Regions from separate parts of the Mus musculus genome. Here region 2 is linked to region 1. Evidence: chromatin contacts called from public Hi-C data. All regions are on one chromosome and are shown on one strand. Each heading gives the region's core, a stretch centred on a gene start, on an enhancer-like site or on the middle of the called end of the contact. The rest is flanking DNA. Distances are from core to core; before and after follow the strand shown. Region 1 has its middle 63 kb from the start of Col22a1. Region 2 overlaps Trappc9 (trafficking protein particle complex 9).

Evidence for each region. Hi-C and Micro-C count contacts between places; a contact is called where the count stands out from the background.
Region 2: a contact with region 1 is called in a Hi-C map of the HPC-7 cell line, with 7 times the contacts expected there. The contact joins two enhancer-like sites. A contact is called at or near these places in 1 of 39 promoter capture datasets (hippocampal neurons), 5 of 15 datasets of contacts at CTCF or cohesin (the NIH/3T3 cell line, hippocampal excitatory neurons, large pre-B cells and 2 more), 35 of 484 Hi-C or Micro-C datasets (the 63-12 cell line, the AML12 cell line, the BV-2 cell line and 24 more) and 2 of 115 datasets of contacts at active chromatin or transcription factors (astrocytes and embryonic basal ganglia).

Annotation. Positions count from the first base shown.
Region 1 is chr15:72,093,548-72,101,332 of GRCm38.p6, forward strand. It overlaps a transcript of Col22a1 not described here. Among named protein-coding and RNA genes, the nearest start is that of Col22a1, 63 kb to the left of the region's middle. Within about 2 kb of position 4,019, at least 2 of the 459 cell types and tissues checked have an H3K27ac peak or open chromatin away from gene starts, as enhancers often do. A contact at or near this core is called in the HPC-7 cell line, where this site is marked.
Region 2 is chr15:73,039,264-73,046,917 of GRCm38.p6, forward strand. The region is part of intron 4 of Trappc9 (trafficking protein particle complex 9); the gene reads right to left. Among named protein-coding and RNA genes, the nearest start is that of Trappc9, 18 kb to the right of the region's middle. Within about 2 kb of position 5,523, at least 24 of the 459 cell types and tissues checked have an H3K27ac peak or open chromatin away from gene starts, as enhancers often do. A contact at or near this core is called in the HPC-7 cell line, where this site is marked.

The sequences.
Region 1 (7,785 bases), core at 2,769-5,268:
ATCTATGGTTCCAGATTTCTTTCCTAGGGTTTCTATCTCTAGTGTTGCCTCGCTTTGAGTTTTCTTTATTGTGTCTACTTCCCTTTTTAGGTCTAGTATGGTTTTGTTCATTTCCATCACCTGTTTGTATGTTTTTTCCTCTTTTTCTGTAAGGACTTCTACCTGTTTGATTGTGTTTTCCTGTTTTTCTTTAAGGACTTGTAACTCTTTAGCAGTGTTCTCCTGTATTTCTTTAAGTGATTTATTAAAGTCCTTCTTGATGTCCTCTACCATCATCATGAGATATGCTTTTAAATCTAGGTCTAGGTTCTCAGGTGTGTTGGGGTTCCCTGGACTGGGCGAAGTGGGTGTGCTGGGTTCTGGTGATGGTGAGTGGTCTTGGTTCCTGTTAGTAAGATTCCTCCGTTTACCTTTCGCCATCTGGTAATCTCTGGAGTTAGTAGTTATAGTTGACTCTGTTTAGAGATTGTTCTTCTGGTGATTCTGTTACCGTCTATCAGCAGACCTGGGAGACAGATTCTCTCCACTGAGTTTCAGTGCTCAGAGCACTCTCTGCTGGCAAGCTCTCTTACAGGGAAGGTGCGCAGATATCTTGTATTTGGACCTCCTCCTGGCCGAAGAAGAAGGCCCAAAACAGGACCTTTCTCAGACAGTATGTTGCTTTGGCAGTTCCCAGGTGGTACAGACTCTCACCTAAGCAGACTAAATTCCTAAGTTCCTTGGAGTCCCGGGACCAAGATGGCGACCGCTGCTGCTGTGGCTTAGGCCGCCTCCCCAGCCGGGTGGGCACCTGTCCTCCGGTCCGGAAGGTGGCCGGCTGTCCCCGGCCCACACAGGGTGCTGCCTCAGCGCCTCTGTGCTTCTGCCTGTTCCAGAAGCTGTCAGGTTCTCTGGCGCACCCTCTCACCTGTTCAGACTAATTTCCTAAGTTCGGCGGGTCTCGGACCAAGATGGCAACCGCTGCTGCTGTGGCTTAGGCCGCCTCCCCAGCCGGGCGGGCACCTGTCCTCCGGTCTGGACGGTGGCTGGCTGTCCCCGGCCCACAAAGGGTGCTGCCTCAGCGCCTCTGTGCTTCCGCCTGTTCCAGAAGCTGTCAGGTTCTCTGGCGCACCCTCTCACCTGTTCAGACTAATTTCCTAAGTTCGGCGGGTCCCGGACCAAGATGGCGACCGCTGCTGCTGTGGCTTAGGTCGCCTCCCCAGCCGGGCGGGCACCTGTCCTCCGGTCCGGAAGGTGGCCGGCTGTCCCCAGCCCACACAGGGTGCTGCCTCAGCCCCTCTGTGCTTCCGCCTGTTCCAGAAGCTGTCAGGTTCTCTGGCGCACCCTCTCACCTGTTCAGACTAATTTCCTAAGTTCGGCGGGTCCCGGACCAAGATGGCGACCGCTGCTGCTGTGGCTTAGGCCGCCTCCCCAGCCGGGCGGGCACCTGTCCTCCGGTCCAGACGGTGGCTGGCTGTCCCCGGCCCACAAAGGGTGCTGCCTCAGTGCCTCTGTGCTTCCGCCTGTTCCAGAAGCTGTCAGGTTCTCTGGCGCACTCTCTCACCTGTTCAGACTAATTTCCTAAGTTCGGCGGGTCCCGGACCAAGATGGCGACCGCTGCTGCTGTGGCTTAGGCCGCCTCCCCAGCCGGGTGGGCACCTGTCCTCCGGTCCGGAAGGTGGCCGGCTGTCCCCGGCCCACACAGGGTGCTGCCTCAGCGCCTCTGTGCTTCTGCCTGTTCCAGAAGCTGTCAGGTTCTCTGGCGCACCCTCTCACCTGTTCAGACTAATTTCCTAAGTTCGGCGGGTCTCGGACCAAAAAACTGTATATATTTATCATATACCAATGGTGTTTTAGAATAAGCTTTGTAGGCTAACAAATGCACCAATTACCTAACATACTTGCTTTTTGTGGCAAAAATACTTGAAATCTATTCTCAGTACTTTTCAAGCACCATGCCTTCTATTCACCACAGTCAGACAGATGTGTATTTTATTCAAGGCAGAAAGGGGTTGCTGCTTGCACCTAGCGTTGTTTCCACTGTGAGATTTGTTGTAGGGGGGGGAGGGGCGGTATTTAGGAGGTCAGAATTCTCATCTTTGTGTGCAACTTCCTGGGTGTCTCACAACTTGGGGTCCCAATGTCTTCCACCCTCCTGGCCTTGGCATGACAGACCTGGCAGAGCTAAACATCTATTACACTGAGTTGTTGATTCTCATCAACAGATCCCAGACTTAACTGCACGCCATGTTAACCTGCTGCAGCAGAGAGCATTTCTCATGGAACGGCCAAGGGAACTTTGATGATATACCTGATCAGTCCAGGCTAATAGTCTTTCATATTCTCTATATTCATATTCTCTAAAGACACTACCTGCCAACACCTGAGCCCAGCTTCTCAGTGTGATGGTGACTTCTAGGCCATCATCCTTCCCTCCACCTCCACTCCCCTGACTCAGATACAAGGTGTTTCACATGATTCTGCAGCTCAGCACCGCACCAGCAGCTGATGCGCATGCCTTTAATACGTCATCAATTACATGGCCTGGTTCCATTCCAAAGCAGCCTGCTTCCTAGGGTCATGTCTGATAGCAGTACTATATTCACCAGGGTAACTGGCAAGAGATGAAACAAACACACACAAACACAAACAACAACAAGAGGTAGCTTGGGGGGGGGGTGGTATAAACGGTGTTACTCAGACACAAAATTCAAAGACTTGTATTGTCTGATCTTAACAGACTACCCCACACTTAAGAAGCACTTCTACTTTTATAGAATGTAAGCTTCTCCAGGAAGAAGCTTTCCTCGCAGAAGTCTCCCTGGAGCTGAAGCCAGACTCTCAGGCACTAGTTCATCAGCTCTTGCATGACTGAGTGAAGAAATGACGGCCAACAGCAACTCAGAAAGGTTATGTAGGAACAGAGCCATCAGACAGTAGATGACTGCATCTAAGGAGCAGAGACCACTTCAGAACAGCCTTTCTTAATTGAGCATAAAACCAAATCCCCAAACACACAAATAAACAATGTCCTGCTGGGTGAATTTTCACAGGATAAAAATGCCCGCATAATCCCCATCCAGGTGGAGGGAAGCATAAAAAAAAAACAAAACAAAACAAACAAACAAACAAACAAAAAAACGGACCCAAGGCTCCTTCACATTCCATTCCAATCACAACTGCTAGAGATGACTACAGCTTCCAACCATTGAGGGACTCTGGCTTCTGTTATCAAAGGCAGAGTTTTGTGGTTGCTTGTTTGTATCAAAGTGTATCACTGTAGATCAGGCTGACCTACAGGACAATGCTCTAACCCAGGTTGACATATAGGAGATCACCAAAGCCTAGCTTGACCTATAGAAGGTCTCTGTAGCCCAAGTAGAACTACAGGAGATCACTATAGCTCAAGTTGCCCTACAGGAGATTAATGTAGGCAAGGCTGACTTACAGGAGATCACTATAGCCCAGGATGGCCTACAGGGCACTTTGTGGCACAGATTGTACTTTAACTCCCACTGTAGCCCATAGGATGATAGACCACACAAGTTTAAAGGTAGATTCTGATACCTGTACAAAAATGTGATAGGGCAGCCCACACAGTGATATGACTGAGGTCTGGTCACTCCACATTGTCTCTCTCATCTGGGATGCATCTGTTCCATGAGGTATGGCCACATCTCTCTCTCTTTCTATGAATGTGAATGAACTACATATTATCCATCCCACCAAGTATGATAGTTTCTTGTTATGTGTGATGAGGTTGTGAAAACTCCTACACGCAAACACTCATACCCTTTAGCTCTCAGTCATTACCTAGTGGAATTTCTAGGGATGAAGTTCTCATCGGTTCAGTTTTATAGCTATTGTCAACCAGCTTTACAAAAGGGCTATAACAATTTATAGTGCACCATTCAGTGTGAAGAGCTGATGATGAGACTCCATCACAGTTCCCTTGTCAGTCTCCTTGTTGTTTCTGGAGTCTAGGGAAATTGGCTGGGGCTCACTGTGGCTTGCGTATGCATTCATATCAGGAAGTCAAATGACTTGTAGCGTGCACAGTACTTCCTGCTATGATCTTGCGTGTGGTGACTGTTCTGTCTTTTACTCAGTTATCTGTAATCTTCCTTTTCCCCATTGGTTTGAAAGATAACTTCATCCTAGATCCAAACCCTTTCCTGTCAGTCATCTTCTCCCACCTGTGGCTTGTACAATGTCTCTATTGTACAATGTGCTTTGATGAAGAGAGGTTTGTAAATTTCTCTTAGACAAACTTAACCTTTGTAAAGAAACACAGCGGCCAGTGCAAGGTTCTGTCTTCTTGGATAGCTTGCCTCTGCAGTGGCATGGGGTACTACTCAATGTTACTTTTTGGAATTGTAACAATCAGGTAACATGCAGATCTAAAAAAATCTATCCTTAGTGAATTTTATGCCCACAATGAAGAAGGAATCAAGACATACTTCATGAATGACTAATCGAACAGCATTCATTTCTGTTTGCACTTAGGTGTCCTAGTGTGATTGTGTGTTTGTTGGGAAGGAATTGGATTTTGTTAATCTATTAACCCATTTCACACAAATTATGCATAATCTTCATTATGAGACTTTACAGAAATATTATTTATGGAGACATAAAACATCTGTCTTTTTTCCACTTTTTAAATATTGTATTAGATGTTCCTGCTAACTTTTTTTTTTCAGATCTGTGAACTAAACCCAGGGCCTTATGCTTGCTAGGCAAGTGCTCTACCACTGAGCTAAATCCCCAACTCCCTGCCCCTGCTAATTTTTATTACATAAAATGACTCCTATAGCCAGGAGTGGCAGCACATAAATACAAAACCACTCAAACATGCAAAGCATGCAAACAAACACACATAGTCATACAGACACATACACAAACACATACTTCCCCATACACATGTAAGCACCCAAGTGCACACACACTGCCTCCTGGTCCACATAAATGTTGTCATGTTTGTAATCGTCAGCTTTTTCCCTATCACATGTCTGCTCTGACGTTCATCTACTATTACAACTATTGAGAATCCAATCCCAGGAAAGCCATGTTGAGAGACCAGATGCCATGCGAAATGAAACACAGCCATGTGGGAACTGAGGCCCCACTTAAGGTCCACTTACAGCCAACACAAGCTGGCTAGACCTAAGGGTGAGCCTTCTTAGAAGCAGACATTCCTCAGCTGCAGCCATGTACAGGGAGATAGGTGCTCCAACTGAGCCTTGCCCAGACTGCAAAATCATGAGGAAGTGCCGACTTTTGCTGTACAACTTGCAGTAGCTGGTTATGCAATGGTATCTAGTTAAAATAGAAATGGTATCAGAAATGGGTTGCTGACATTACAGAATTCATAATGCTGGCATTTGCTTTAAGTCTGGGCAATAGGAAAATGGTAAAGACAGCACGAAGGGGATTGGACAACAGAGAATCTGGGTTATGTAGCAGCAGGAGATAAAGTAAGAGAACTGTCACATGTCGAAGAAAAACCGCGATCTAATGATCTTGTGGTTGGCCTGGAGATTTCCAGGCAGACAGTTGAAAATGCAGCTTTTTTTTTTTTCTTGCCTGTGATGAAGTCCAGAGAGGTGATAGACTTAAGGAAGGGATTCATTCTCAAGCTAAGCTTTGAGAATATGAAGGAGCCAGAAATCAGACCACTGGGCTAAAACGTGAAACTGATTCTCTACTCCAGTCTTTCTCAGAAGAAAAAAAATTTCAAGGTAATAAATAATGACTTTTAGGTAAAAATAAAATCCAAGGCACTGTGGATAAGTTGTAGTGTCAGGGGCAAGATTGTTTCAAGATTGCTGGTTACATCTTCAGAAATGTAGCACACAGCCTCATTGGTACAGCCAGACATAACAGTTCCAGGGAATCTATGTATACCTCCTATGACATTCCAGCTTGATAAAAGGGGGCCTACAAATCTTACAAGCATTTCCCTAGACCTGATGTGACAGCATAGAGCAGCAATAGGCTTGAGTTCCATGTAGGAGTGAAATTCTATCTGGTGAATCATACCCAGGTTTCAGAAGAAACCCTCATTGATTTTTAAGAAACGTCTATTGATACCAAATTAAGATCCAATGAAGGATGGAAGAGTTTAAGGAAAAGAAGCCCTTGAACACCCTTTACTGAGTGCATAAAGCAGGCTGGGACACCAACTTAGTTATACACTTGAACTCTTTCTTTTTTTTTTTTTCAGTTTTTTTTCTTTCCATTTTTTATTAGGTATTTAGCTCATTTACATTTCCAATGCTATACCAAAAGTCCCCCATACCCACCCACCCCCACTCCCCTACCCGCCCACTCCCCCTTTTTGGCCCTGGCGTTCCCCTGTTCTGGGGCATATAAAGTTTGTGTGTCCAATGGGCCTCTCTTTCCAGTGATGGCCGACTAGGCCATCTTTTGATACATATGCAGCTAGAGTCAAGAGCTCCGGGGTACTGGTTAGTTCATAATGTTGATCCACCTATAGGGTTGCACCTTTAGCTCCTTGGGTACTTTCTCTAGCTCCTCCATTGGGAGCCCTGTGATCCATCCATTAGCTGACTGTGGGCATCCACTTCTGTGTTTGCTAGGCCCCGGCATAGTCTCACAAGAGACAGCTACATCTGGGTCCTTTCGATAAAATCTTGCTAGTGTATGCAATGGTGTCAGCGTTTGGATGCTGATTATGGGGTGGATCCCTGGATAAGGCAGTCTCTACATGGTCCATCCTTTCATCTCAGCTCCAAACTTTGTCTCTGTAACTCCTTCCAAGGGTGTTTTGTTCCCACTTCTAAGGAGGGGCATAGTGTCCACACTTCAGTCTTCATTTTTCTTGAGTTTCATGTGTTTAGGAAATTGTATCTTATATCTTGGGTATCCTAGGTTTTGGGCTAATATCCACTTATCAGTGAGTATACACTTGAACTCTTTCTTATGGAAAAGTCATAAAGACTCGGTATAGAATCAGGGGCCGAGAACCATGGAGAACCACTCACAAGAGAGGAACCTGATTAGAAACAAGGGGTTAGTGGAGTATGACCTGCTGGGTTTTAGTATTCTGAGACAGTATTGCAATTTTTCTGCCCTTGGCTTATCATTAATATTGGAAGTATGAGGTGAGAGTAAGAAATAGCCTTTCTTTTTTGCTAACAAGACTTCTGATACAGAGCAGGTGTACCCAAAAGACTAATATCCAAACTTGACCTAGATGATGATACCCTGGACTTCAATATAGATAGATAAAAGTGTGTGTGTGTGTGTGTGTGTGTGTGTGTGTGTGTGTGTGAGAGAGAGAGAGAGAGAGAGAGAGAGAGAGAGAGAGAGAGAGTCATGAAAGTAGAAGCAAAATTAACTAAAGAGACAAAGACTGGCAGGTGAGGGATAGGTATAAAGGGAAATTTGAAAGTATTCAGGCAAATAGGATATATATATATATAATTAAATTTAAATTAAATCATAAATACTCTAGTACAGCACAATGAGGATGCTTTGATGGACCTGGCATGATTCAGAAATGTGGCATGAGTGAGAACCACAAACATTAAGATGCTAATATAGGACTCGATATATGATGTAGTGGGTAAGAATTCTTGCTGTGAAAGCAAGAGCCCTCATTCAAATCTTCGGCACTCTAACATTAACAATATATATATATATATATATATATATAATATATATGAATGACATGTTTTTATTTTATATGTATGGGAGTTTTGACTGCTTGCACATCTCTACTCCATGTGGTGCCTGGTAATCACAGAAACCAGAGAAGGTATCGTACTTCTTGACTACAGACTT
Region 2 (7,654 bases), core at 4,273-6,772, 950 kb after region 1:
ACAGACTAGAGAGACAAAATGTGGCGTGTTGACTGGCCTGCATAACACACTGCAGTGATGTGAAGTCCTGAGGTGAGCTACAAAAATGGACCTTTAAAACACTAAGTTAAAGAAGTCCCAAAAGAGCCGGGCAGTGGTGGCACACGCCTTTAATCCAGCACTTAAGAGGCAGAGGCAGAGGCAGGCGGATTTCTGAGTTCGAGGCCAGCCTGGTCTACAGAGTGAGTTCCAGGACAGCCAGGGCTACACAGAGAAACCCTGTCTCGAAAAACCAAAAAAGAAAAAAAATTCCCAAAAGAGCACAGTTCACAAAATGCAAGATGGAACACAGTAGGCCAGCCTGGAGTGAGAAAGTAAACTACTACTGTGGGAGAACCTGGGGAAATGGAGGACAGGAGGGACTGGCCACTGTGACCTCAGAGGATGCAGGACCTTCTTGTTGGGGAGAGCAAAGTCCTACAATGGCCTGCTGTGCTCGGCTGTAGACTTGTGTTGAAGCTGCTTTTAAAAATTAAATGGTGTTCTCTCTCTCACCTGAGCTCAAATTGCAAGTCTTTTCACTAGAAGAGGGCACCAACCTGAGCAGCCAAGGGGGAAAGCAAGAGAGAAGAATTAGCCAAAGGCTTTCACTTGAAGGGGGTACTCAGATGCACATACAAGGTTCAGAGCAAGAAAGGGGGTCTGAGAAAGGAATCGTTGCATTTAAAAGAAGTCTGTCTGCCATTGGGGAGAGAGGTGGCCCTCTGTTCTTAATTAGCAATGAGGCAGAGGCAAACACCCAGAGCCAGAAGAAGCACAAAGAGATGCCCAGCTAGCTTCCTCTGGGGGAAGTCAAAATCTCTCTCCACCAGATGATCAAATGCAAGTGCAAGTGGCTATATACTCTGTGATAGTCTAGGAAAGTGGCTTCTTGGTAGGGCAGGACAATGGTTTCTCCTCTGAGAGTGTCTCGGGGCACTGGCACTGATCCCTCCTTCCCAGAGCACTACCCCATGAGCTGCCAGGATCTGAACTGCAGAAGAGGGCCAAAGTAAAAGATGGCCAGGCTCTGTCCTGGCTAAAGACTCCTACTAAAGACATGAAGCTGCAGGCTTTGGGCTGGAACCTGGGATTAGAAGAGCCTCAGCTACCTGCCTGTGTCCCTTGGCGAGTCCAGCTCATACTGGTCTCACTTAGGATGGCTGCAAAGATGCCCTCCAACACCACCGCTGAGTGGCAGCTCCATCCTCTGTTGGCAGCTTTCCCAACCACAGGCTCTGATGTGGTGCTACATGAAATAGGATGAGTCTCATGTTCAGAACCCAGCCATCACCTGTTCCAGGCTCTGCAGACTCAGCTGCAAAACCTTACTCTCGACATTTTTACAAACAACAAACACATCCCTCCCTACCTCAACAGAAGTTTGGCTTTTAGAAGTCAGTCTGATTGTCTCCATCTTCTTCTCCCACAAGTATGGGAGACACAACGAAATTCAGTGTTTCATCCAAGGCTCCACAAACAGTCTGGGCTCAGCAGTACCAAGGCATTCAACGTTTATTTCATTCTTGGTTGACATGTTTGTTTTGCCTCAGTTCCATGCATATGTGTGTGTTGGTTGTGTGGGCGTGTGCATGTGTGCGGGCAGGCACCGACTCTGTCTAGAAGTACGTTTCAGATTCCCCTGAGCTGGAGTCACAGGAGCCTGTGAGTTAACAAACATGGTTGCTGGGAACCAAATTCAGTTCCTCTGCAAGAATAGGAAGCACACACTACCACTGAGCCGTCTGGCCCATCCCCAAGTTGCTCGCTTGTTTGTTTGTTTGTTTGTTTGTAGAGCAGGTATGTTTTTAAGACAGGGTGTTGATACATAGCTGAAGCCGGCTCCTTCCTCAGCCTCCTGAGTGCTAATGAGATTACAAGTGTGTGCCACCGTTCCTGCCTTGTCAACTTTCACAAGTACAGAAAGTCCCCGACACCTGTCCCAGGAAACCCTGCCCTTGTGTTGATTTTTCTTCAGAAAGCAAACAAAACATGATAAACATCTGGGTCCTTCACTCTTTCCACACACCGTCCTGAGAAATGTGGCCAGCAGTGTAGAGACAGGCCTTGAATCAGACAAGCAGGCTGGAGGTGCTGCCACTTCGAATTTAGACCATGCCAGATGAAAGCAGCCAGCTTGGGTGCGAAGCCCAAGGGAACATGACTGCCTGGATGGTCTTCTTCGAAGGATGGTGTCTGCTGCTGCATTGTTACCTACTCGGTCATTGTTTCTAGTTAAGCCAAAAGTAACCAAGCTCATCATGAAATAGTTAAGCACAGTAACAAAGCAAGTTTCTGATGGATTCATGGCAGAAAATTAAGATGGGGAAAGAAAGACCCAACACTGTGAAAAAGGGGGGGGGGGAATGCAAGATTTCTTAAGAACACACAAGCTTGGTGGCTCACATATTAGAAGGGTGAGGCAGGAGGATTGCCACTAATTCAAGACCAGCCTGAGCTACATAGCAAGACCTGTCTCACTAATAATAATAGTCTATAAAAAATGCAATAGGATATTCAAATCACTGTGGAAAGGAACACAGGCCATAGACTCAGAGCAAAGTCATTACCATGGGGGGATTCAAATCAACAGCATAGGCATGCCCCGTGCATTCAGAGGATTCAAGGCACGATTCTCCAATCATTCAGTTCACCATGCTAGGGGGAAATTGCTCCTCTTCACCAGACAACAGGAAGCAGTAGGGTGCCCCATCAAACACGGACCAAACAATAATCAGGTTTGCCACAGTTCTGATTTAAAGTCACTTAAATCAGACTGTTCCAAAGACCACAAATCCAGAAACCAGAACCATTCATTCACAACACCATGAAAACAAGCACTTAAAAAATAAAAATAATAATAACCAAAAGAAACTAAGCACAGAGATCATGTACCTGGGTCAATGAGAACTTCTTGCGCCCCTGGAAGAAAGAACAGATTACGGTCTTTTATTTGGAAAATAAAACCACTTTTAAAGACAACTAGCAGAACACATTTTACAGTTTGCATCCACCCTGGTGAGCCTGGGACACTTGCAGCTACTGAGGGGAAGAGCGTGTGTGTGGCAGGCACCATGCTTTTCTGGTTCCAGGAGGAGAACAGAAGATCCTACTGTTAACCCTGCATTGAACGAAGAGGAAAATGCCCCCTTATCTCTTCCCTTCCTACTTTCTAAGCTCAGGCTCCTCACTCTCCATCAACAAGTTTCAGAAACCCTCGTTTCACCAATAAACCAATAACAAGAGAATATGTGAGTGCTCTGACTGAGGTATCAAAGGTTTCAGAAGGAAATATAGTAATACATTAATACTCCCAGATCTCTCTGTCTCTTTCTTTCTCTGTCTCTCTCTGTGTATGCCTTTGTCTCTCTCTGTGTGTCTGTCTGTCTGTCTGTCTGTCTCTCTCTCTCTCTGTGTATGTGTGTGTGAGAGAGAGAGAGACAGAGGCAGAAAGAGACACAGAGAGAGAGACTGACTTATGAATTACAGGGCACTTATCAAAGCTAAGGAAGTGATGTTTAGAGGTGGTTTATACTGAAGCTGTAGCACAGTTGGTAGAGTATTTCCCTAGTATGCATAAGGCCCTGGGGTCAATTCCTAGCACTACATAAACTGGGCATGGTGACGTATGTCAGAAATTCCAGCACTCAGAAGAGACGATCAGGAGATCAAGGACATCCTTGGCTACATAGTAAGTTTGAGACCAAAATGGATAAGCCGTGACCCTGTCTCAAAGTGGACAGTGGAAGCTAGAAAAACGGCTCAGCAGTTAGGAGTATTGCTCTTGCAGAAGACCAAGATTCAGGTCCTGGCACCCACTCTATGCAGCTTACACCTGCCTGTAACTCCAGCTCTAGGGGATCTTCTGGCCTCTGAGAGCACTTGCATGCACACAGTATACACACATACATACATACACACACACACACACACACACACACACACACACACACACAGAAAGAGAGATCAGAGGTCACAGAAATCCCCCTACTGCTGCCTTTCAGGTGCTGGGATTAAAAGCATACGCCATCATATCAAGCTAGAAGACATTTTAAGTACAAGGGTAAAGAAAAAGACACCCAGAAAGTGCCAGGCAGTGGTGGCGCACTCCTGTAATCCCAGCACTTGGGAGGCAGAAGCAGGTGGATTTCTGAGTTCAAGACCAGCCTGGTCTACAGAGTGAGTTCCAGGACAGCCAGGACTGCACGGAGAAACCCTGTCTAAAAACCAAAAAGAAAAAAGAAAAAAAAAAAGACACCCAGAAGAAAGTAAGACGGACCTGAGAGAGCAAGTGAAGGTCTCCATCCTTTAATTTTATTTTTAAGACCAAGTTTTGTCTTGCTCAGTTACCAGGCAGCCCTTGAAGTTTGAACTTGCCAGCCTCCTACCTTAGCCTCCTCCATAACTAAGATTATAAACCCCAAGATTACAAATCTGCACACCAGGCCTCACTCATCTCTTACTTCTTTTTTTTTAAACATTTTTAAATACTTATTTATGTATATGAGTATACTATAGCTGTCTTCAGATACACCAGAAGAGGGTATCAGATCCCATTACAGATGGTCGTGAGCCACCATGTGGTTGCTGGGAATTGAACTCAGAACCTCTGGAAGAGCAGTCAGTGCTCTTAACCACTGAGCCATTTTTCCAGCCCCTTCTCTTACTTCTTAAGTGGATCTTTCTTCACAAAGCTATTTCTCCCTATTCTGACTCCTTAGAAATCAAACATAGAATGATGGATCCAACACCCAGCGTGAGGTGCATGCCTGCAATCTCAGTAATAGGGGTGGAAGAGAAGACAGGACCAAGTTCGAGGCCAGCCTGGGCTACACAACAAGACTCTCATCCCTCTTCCCAATGTGGTCACGTGGAATAAATCTTCTTTTTCCTGCTTCCCACCTTTAATTTGGTTCGACTGCCTTATTGAGGATGGGTGGCCAGAGCTGACTTGAAACACACAGTATCACGTAAAGGTCAGTAACACACCAAATGCATATAGATGAATCTTCACACCTTCACGCAACCACCTCAGCTGATCCGGAAGCCAGGATCTCCTCCAGACCCTAGATGGTGCTTGCTAATAAGCACAGGAGTGGAGATTTAAGACCTGGCAGGCAGCCTTCTTCTCATCTGCAAGGCGCTGCAGAGCTGTGACATCATGGCTAACCATTACCTAATACTCAAGAGAAAGTCCAGTTTCACTGCTGCTCTGATAGCAAATCTGCAACCCTCGCTCTGAGCTGACCAGAGAAAAACACATATATCCAGAAGGCTTTTTCCGGGTATGTACTGGGGATCAAATGAAGAAATCGTATTCAAGGAGCCTGGTTTTGGGTCCTCTTGTAGAAGCCGGAAAAAAAAAAAAAAAAAAAAAAAAAGCTTTAAAAATAATAAGTAAGTGCAACAGCGCCACCTATGGAACGTCCTGCAAGGATCCAGAATCTGCAGACCACAGGCAAAGTTCAGCTAGCACAGGCACTGGGCAGCTTCATAGAAAGATGGCACTGTTCAACAGCTAAAGTCTGACACCCGGATGTCAACCAAAGAGACAGGCTCCCGGAGGACAATCTACGAACAGGAAGGGGTCTCAGAACTGGTTCTTCTTACAGTCAGCTGCCAAACTTTCTCCCAGTCTCTGTATTTTTCCCTAAAGGCAACTGAGGGGGCAGGAAAGATGGCTGAGCGGTTAAAAGTGGTTACTGCTCTCACAGAGGATTAGAGTTTAATTCCACCGCCTTACAACTACCCTAATGCTCTCTTCTAACCTCCAAAGATACCCTCAAACATGTGAGTGGATACATACATACTCACAAATAAAAATTTAGGGGCTAAAGAGATGGTTCAGCAATTAGGAACACTGGCTGTTCTTCCAGAGGTCCTGAACTCAATTCCCAGTAGCCACACGGAGGTTCACGACATAAATAAATAAACCTTTTTTTTTTAAAAAAATAGCCGGGCACGGTGGTACACACCCATACATAAACCCAGCACTTAGAGACAAAGGCAGGAAGATGGGATTGTTAAAAATTCAAGGCCAGCCTAGTCTCTATCTCAAGCTCCAGGTCAGCCAGGACTACACAGTAGCACCCTGTCACATAAACAAACAGATCTGTAAAATAACCATGACTTCAGTCTGTCCTGTTTTCCCAGACACTCCTTAAACTCAGGCCGCTGAAAAAAGAGTTCACGGTGACAGGCAGGGGCTCTGTAAGAGGCCAACTCAGTTGCCACCTTAACTCAGCAGGGATTCAATCGCTGGGTGACAAGTCTCTGTCCCTTTAAAAAAAAAAAAAAAGAGTACTCGCTCCAACCCTCAAATGTTCCCACTGGGGAGTTGTAAAGCCCTGCCTGAGGCTGAGGAGCGCTGGTAGATATTTGGACTTTTTCTTTTCTTTCCTTTTTCTTTCCTTTTTTTTTTAAGGTTTATTTATTTATTATATGTAAGTACACTGTAGTTGTCTTCAGACACACCAGAAGAGGGTGTCAGATCTCGTTATGAATGGTTGTGAGCCACCATGTGGTTGCTGGGATTTGAACTAGGGACCTTTGGAAGAGCAGTCAGTGCTCTTAACTGCTGAGCCATCTTACCAGCCCCTCTTTCCTTTTCCTTTTTCTCTTTTTCCAGACAAGGTTTCTCAGTTTATCTCTGGCTGACCTGGAACTCCCTCTGTAGACCAGGCTGGCCTCAAATTCAGAGACCCACCTGCCTCTGCCTCCCAAGTGCTGGGATTGCAGGCGTGCACCACCACAGCCTGGCTCTGGACCATGCGTCATGTCAGTCCCCACCATCGAATGCCAGTGACAGAGATGAGAACCAGGTGTTCTACCAGCAAGCCACACCTCAGGCCTGTTTTGATCAATTTAATGGTAAGTAATATTACCAAGTTCAGAGAGAAGAAAAAGTAGAGGCCACCACTACTAAGAAACCTTTACAAGTCAATGGTAAGCACTTTCTTCCAGTTGACTATAGAATATTCTATACATTTTGGGGTGGGGGTCCTATATAAGGGACCCAGGTCCTCCCACGGTGCTAGGCAGGAACTCTACAAGTGGGCTACCTTCTCCATCTTGGTTGTTTTGTTTTGTTTTGTTTTGTTTTTTCAAGACAGGATCTCATGTAGTCCAGGCTAGCCTCAAATATACTATGTAGCTAAGCCTGGCCTTCCATTCCTAAGCCTCGCTCTGAGTATGGGAGCCCAGCATCATATCTGGCTTTCCAGCCCTAATTTTTTAAAGAAACTATATTTTGTCCTTTAGTTATAGACCTACAGGTCCACATCCAAATCTTCAGAATAAAGATCAGTGCCCCAACTTGTGAGCAGCATGAAGCTAGGATTGAAAGACTAAAAGAAAGAATGAAGGGGAAAAAAAAAAACTACAAAAATTTTTTAATCTTTAAAAATTTTTTTTCTTAAGATTTTATTTTTATTTATTTATTATATGTAAGTACACTGTCGCTGTCTTCAGACACTCCAGAAGAGGGAGTCAGATTTCATTATGGATGGTTGTGAGCCACCATGTGGTTGCTGGGATTTGAACTCCAGACCTTCGGAAGAGCTATTGGGTGCTCTTACCCACTGAGCCATCTCACCAGCCCTTAAATTTTTTTAAAAGGGAAAGAAATGCCCCCTTT